Regions from separate parts of the Mus musculus genome. Here region 1 is linked to region 2. Evidence: chromatin contacts called from public HiChIP or PLAC-seq data. All regions are on one chromosome and are shown on one strand. The core of a region is the stretch at or near the end of the contact, and the rest is flanking DNA. Distances in the headings are between cores, read along the strand shown. Region 1 has its middle 5.1 kb from the start of Gm33388. Region 2 overlaps Tfcp2l1 (transcription factor CP2-like 1).

Region 1 (2,914 bases), core at 190-2,689, 650 kb after region 2:
CAAGCCTCAGCTACTGACCTCTTCCTCTCTCCCATCCTCAAAAACCACAAAAAAATACCCACTTCCCCACGTGACCTGCTGCCCTCCTCTCATTAATCCCCTTGTATCTACCGGATAGCCCGTGCTAATCCTCCCATTGCAAGTTCCTTAAATCCTCACATAGGCAAACCCAAGACAAGATCTCATGTAGCTTAGGCCGGCCTCAAACTTGCTATGCAGCGGGGGATAACCTTGAACTCTTGACCCTTCTGCTTCTACCTCTTAATATCCAGAATTAAAGGTCTACACTACCATGCCTGGTTCCTGTGGTACTGAGGCCCAAACCAAGTAGTTGATAGGGATCAGACAAGCCCTCTCCTTACTGAGCCATATCCCTAGCCCACCCCGCAGGATTCTGAGGACCTTTAAAGCGCTGCTCACCGTTCCCCTCCTCAGTGCTAATGTCACTGCTCACATGGCCTCTGTTGGGGTCTTTAGGGTCAGCACTGGAGAAAGCATCTACCCACCCACCCACCCCCAGCCCCACCGGCGTCTAGGAAGTCTGCAGGGAGTCAAGGAGTTGCGGATCATGATTGAACAAACTTGGCAAAAGCAAGAGGTGCGTGAGAACAGGGAGCCCAGGAGAAGGTGGGTGGACAGGACAACCACCTCGGGAACAGCTAGTGGGGACAGGAACTCTCTGATGTGGCAGTTCTAGCACAGCATGGGCCCTTCATGCCTATGCATGGAGGGATCGTGTGGGAGACGTGTGGAAAGATGGGGCAGAAGAAACAGAATGGAATATTTCACTCTCCTGTGGCTTCCTGTTCAACAAACTGCAGGGACCCGTCTATGTCTGCCCTCCCAGCACTGGGATTACAAACATGAACCACCACACAGAAGTTTTTTGTTTGTTTACTTTGCTTATGTGGGTTTGGGGGAGTGAACTGGGGTCTTCCTGCTTGCACAGCCAACACTTTCCAGACTGAGCTGCCATCTCCCCAGATCCCGCCCCTTCTCCTAAGCACCACAGGAGGTCTCCATGCCAACCTTGCAGTGCCACACAGATGAGGGAACAGAGGAGCCCCTGACCCAAGTTCTCAGGCCAGCCAGCTGACTAGGCTTGAATTTACAAGCCCGTGGTAGTCACTGAAAGCACCGGCCATGTTGGGCCCGCCCATCCTGGGCCAAGCTTTGCCGCACTTCCAGTTGACCATCCTGTCTCTTTAGATACTAGACCTCATCAGCAAAACAAAGATTGCAAAGCTGCTTTTGGCTCCCACCCTTCCGCGGGCAGCCCTGTAATCAGGGTGGATTCCCTGAAGGGGACTGGGACTAGATCTGAAGTTCCTGCTGCAAACAAGACATAGTCCCTTTGGTGTGGCCAAGAGATGATCCAGCATGAACAGGGAGAGGCCCAAGGCACCGATGACTCCATGGCCCAAAAATGAGAATCAAAGAAGCATACACGATTGTGCAAACTTCCCACAAGCTGCCAGTCAGCCCTGGGCAGGAGGAGAAGAGCTGTTCACATGCCTGCATGTGAGCTTACTATGTTTAGCTTCGTTCACTATACATACAGGCTGTCAGGAGGGGCTGGATAGAAACCAGAAATGATGGACCTCACCAGGCCCCTCGTTCCAGACACCTGCTCTGTGGTTCAGCCATTCACTCAGCCAGGAGGTCAGTCAGTATTCCTCTATCTGTTTCCTCATTCATTTCCCAAGAGTGTGCCAGGGATTGTGCAAGGCTCTCTGGGTAAAAGCCACAACAATCTCAAGGAGCCTGCATGTCCTGAGAACCTCGAAGAACAGCAAAGCACTAAATATAGGTAGCCCTGGGCAAGCTTACCACAATGATAAAGGCATGTGCCTAGAGCCCCGGAACATATAACATAGGACTCTGGTATCTCCCTAAGGAAAAAAAAATTAATCACTAGTTTAAAAAATCAAAACAAGGGGGCTGGAGAGATGCTCAGTGGTTAAGAGCACTGACTGCTCTTCCAGAGGTCCAGAGTTCAAATCCTAGCAACCACATGGTGGCTCACAACCATCCATAATGAGATCTGACTCCCTCTTCTGATGTGTCTGAAGACAGCTACAGTGTACTTATATAAAATAAATAAATCTTTTCTAAAAAAAATCAAAACAAGATTTTACACCTGAAAAATGTTTAACTCTGCAAACATTTCTTTTCTCATGAATGTGGAGTTGAACATGACACTCAACGTGGTCTTTAAATCCCCATTGAACTGAACTGGCCAAGAACAATCAGCACGAAGTCATTCTCCAAATCCCCTTGGTACCCGGGGCCATACAAAAGGCCTGGGTCTTGCCAATCTGTGAGATAGCTGGGAAAGGTGGTCCTGACACCCAGTGACCGTGGCCAAGCCCAAGGCTCAGAATGCTGGGGTATATGGGGTGCTAGAGAGGTGGGTCAGTCATTAAAGTTCTTGTCATGCAAGCATGGGGACTTGAGCTCGATCCCCAGAATCCCCGTAAAGCAGCTTAAACCAGCGAGCAGGTGGAGCACGCACTCGGCACTCAGGAAGTGGGTGAAGCTCACTGGCCAGCCAGGCCAACCAAATCAGTGCGCTCCACCCGGGTGGATGAGAGGTCCTGGATCTGAAAATAAGGAGGAGGGGCCGAGGAGATGGCTCAGCAGGTGAAGGCTGATCAGACTTGAGGTCAACCCCCACGACCCACATGGTAGGAGGAAAGAGCCAACGCCCAAGAGTTGACCTCTGAACTTCACACATACACCATGCATGTACCCACACACACGCATACACTCACATGCAAAATAAATACACAAACATGTAATTTCAAACAAAATTTTAAACAAGAGCAGGGAGAGATCCACAAAGACATCCAGCCTCGACCTCTGACCTGCACACATGTGCACCCACGTGCTTGCAACCTCACACAGAGTGCTG
Region 2 (2,951 bases), core at 430-2,929:
TTCTAGATCTGTCAAGTTGACATTCAGTATTCACCATCACACTGAGGGGTGTCAAAATGTCAGAGAGGATGCATGCCCAGTAAGATAATGACTGTTCCTCCTACCCGTGTCGTGTGGGGTATTAGCAGTCTGCTGAGTTTGTTCACTTATTGCTAAGCTGATGTGAGTCAGACTCTTATTTTTACTCACCATTTTTAAATCATTTCCGGGGGAATAAGGAAGATTCATGCTCTTCTCAGTTTGCCGGCTCCTTAGGGGGCTATGGTGGAATCGACTATGAGCAAGAAACTTGGGAAAGCTCTTCGGGGGAACAGGTAGGTGTTTTTCCTGGGACCTGTGGCTTTACCATTGATGTAGGAAGGACCTTCAGGGATACTGGCAAAATATCAAAGATTATATGAAAATTCATATTTTGGGCCAGCAGGGTAGTTCAAAAGATATAGGCGCTTGTGTTGTGCAGTTTTAAAAACACACTACAGCCTTTGCCCCAGAGCTGCGACCCTGCTACCAGCCCCTCTTGGCTCCTTCTTGTTTCTCCTGGCTTAGCTCTGGGATCCAGCTGCTAACACTGACCTGGTTTCTCTTTCCCACTGGAGGAGTTGTGTTACCGGCCCACTCCTGAGACCCTTGCATCCGTGGATAAAACACACACACACACACACACACACACACACACACACACACACACACACACACACACACACAGCTCTGTTACCTTTAGAATATGCCTCTAAAGGCACAAGTGCTGGGCACAGATACCTCCTGCCTGAAAATTCCTTGGCTCCTGCCCATAGCGGAGGCCACACGCCCAAGCTGCCCTGAGACCTTACATGACTACTGCTTTCTTCTCAGTCAAAGCATGTCAGAAAAGCCCACCACCCCTTTCCCTGCCTTTCCTTTTTCTCTGGGGACCTGGAAGTTCCAACTGTACCTTCTGTCCAGCAATTGCCCACCCTCTTCTTTATTGACAAGTCAAGAATCAATTGGAGAGCTAGACCCTAGCAACAGAACCTCCCCTTACATGCTTTTCATCATGCCTGAGTTCAATCCCAGAACATACATGGTATAGGGAGAGAACCCTGTCCCACAGGTTACCCTCTGACTGCCACCAGGAACCAGTAAAATGTTTTGTTGAAACTCAGCTGTGCTCTTTCCTGCTTGCGTGGTACTGAGATGCTTCCATATTCTAATGGCAGGGTCCTTGCCACTGGGACTTGTTACTGATTGTAGTTTCTACCTGAGCCTTCACAGGAACTTTGATACTGCCACAACCAATAGTGTGGGTTACTTTAAGGAAAAGAAGAAAAATGAGGTGTGTGTGTGTGTTTCACTACCCCTTCTGCCACTGTAAGATAGCAGGCAAAGCCAATAGAACCTAGACATTTGTTTTCTCCTTCTGGTGGTTTAGGCCCCTTTGGGCAGGCATGTTTCCAGTCATCCCATGGATGGAGGTATGGAGTCAGGCTGAACTTAAATTCTTCCAGAGAGTCCCCACGCCTCCTTGGCGGGACAGTACTTAGAGCCCTGGGATTGAAGAAGGAAGGGGTCAGCAGGGCTCAGCCACCCTTGTTTGAGAGAGTGGTGTGAGTCCTGACTCTGTTCTAGCCACTCCCAGGTCACCTTGGCTCCCTGGGCTGGGCTGGGAGTCACCAGCCAAGGGCTAGTTTACATCACAAAGTGACCTGGGGCTCTTTCCTGGCTTTCCTTTGGCAGGCCTTTAACAATCTGAAGTAGAGGGCTGGGCGGGCAAGTCTTCCCAGGGAATTTCCTTGAGGCTGTTTTCTGGTGTCACCTGACTGCCCTTTGCTTATCTACTTCCTTCTGCCAGGCTGGGATCCTCGGACCTCCCAGACTGCACCAGATTCCTTGCTAGGCAGTCACCCCTCCAAGTCTTAGAGTGTCAGAGTTGCAAGAGACAAACCTGGGTGGGAGACCCCACAAAGACAATGGTTCCCCACTGTCTTTTTATGGTATATGATTATGATTTACGGTGTGAAGATGTAATGCATGCTTTAAAGTATTGGTTCAGGTTTAAAAAGTGACTTGATTGGCTGAGACCTCGAGTGGCTACCAAGTTGGTTGGTAGAGTGTTCACCTACCCTGAACAAAGCCTGGGGTTTGCCCTCAGTATCCCATAACCCCTTAAACTGAGGGCGGTGGTGTCTGTGACCTGTAATCAAATGCCCTGGAGCTGGAGCAGGAGGATCATTCATTCTCCAGGTCATTATCAGGTGAGGACCCTGTGTCAGAAACAAAGCAACCCCACTTTTGTTTCATAGCTCTGAAATAAAAATTCTCATTTCCAGTAATGATTTTCTCCTCTCCATTATCAAATAATTGCTTAGTTGAAAAGATCTTAATACAGACATGTTGTAAGATTCTTGTGATAGCCTTAAGTACAAGCCTTCCAGATAGAAAAGGTGAAAAAGAATCACACATAACAGCCTGGCCCTTTCACCCTTTGTGTGTTTGAGTTTGTCTGGGGAACGAACCTCTGTGAGTCTCCACCTTAATCCAGTGGGGCTCCTGGTTTCTAGTTCTGCTGTTGGCTAGTTGAGAGACCTTGCTTGTCAAATCAATATCCCAGTAGTCTCCAGCACCACTGTGTTCCCATGAGTGAAGCTGCTCGTTAATGCTCTCCAGAGGAAATCCCCGGGCCTTGCTGCACTTTGCTTGGAGTTTCTGTCATGGTCACTCCTTCCTTCCCTTGACCACAGACACTCTATCTATTCTTCAGAGTTCTCTCCCATGCCACCTGCATGTGCCAGCCTGTTTCAGATGCCCTGTCCATTGTCAGGGTGGACCTAGCCTTCCCATCTCCTAGTCTACTAAGGAATTATTAATTCTGCTTCATCCTGTCCCTCTTTTGCTGACTGATACTCTTTCAGAGGACCCAGCACCCATAAAAGAGCCACACAACAGCCTATAGCTCCAGTTCCAGTGGCCCTAAC

What was found. HiChIP or PLAC-seq counts read pairs in DNA pulled down with a chosen protein or histone mark.
Region 1: an H3K27ac HiChIP or PLAC-seq map of embryonic stem cells shows a contact between it and region 2, with 5 times the contacts expected there. The contact joins two enhancer-like sites. A contact is called at or near these places in 1 of 115 datasets of contacts at active chromatin or transcription factors (embryonic stem cells) and 1 of 9 other capture datasets (embryonic stem cells).

What each region holds. Positions count from the first base shown.
Region 1 is chr1:119,298,837-119,301,750 of GRCm38.p6, forward strand. No RefSeq gene overlaps it. Among named protein-coding and RNA genes, the nearest start is that of Gm33388, 5.1 kb to the right of the region's middle. Within about 2 kb of position 1,440, at least 38 of the 459 cell types and tissues checked have an H3K27ac peak or open chromatin away from gene starts, as enhancers often do. A contact at or near this core is called in embryonic stem cells, where this site is marked.
Region 2 is chr1:118,646,517-118,649,467 of GRCm38.p6, forward strand. The region is part of intron 2 of Tfcp2l1 (transcription factor CP2-like 1); the gene reads left to right. Among named protein-coding and RNA genes, the nearest start is that of Tfcp2l1, 20 kb to the left of the region's middle. Within about 2 kb of position 1,680, at least 44 of the 459 cell types and tissues checked have an H3K27ac peak or open chromatin away from gene starts, as enhancers often do. A contact at or near this core is called in embryonic stem cells, where this site is marked.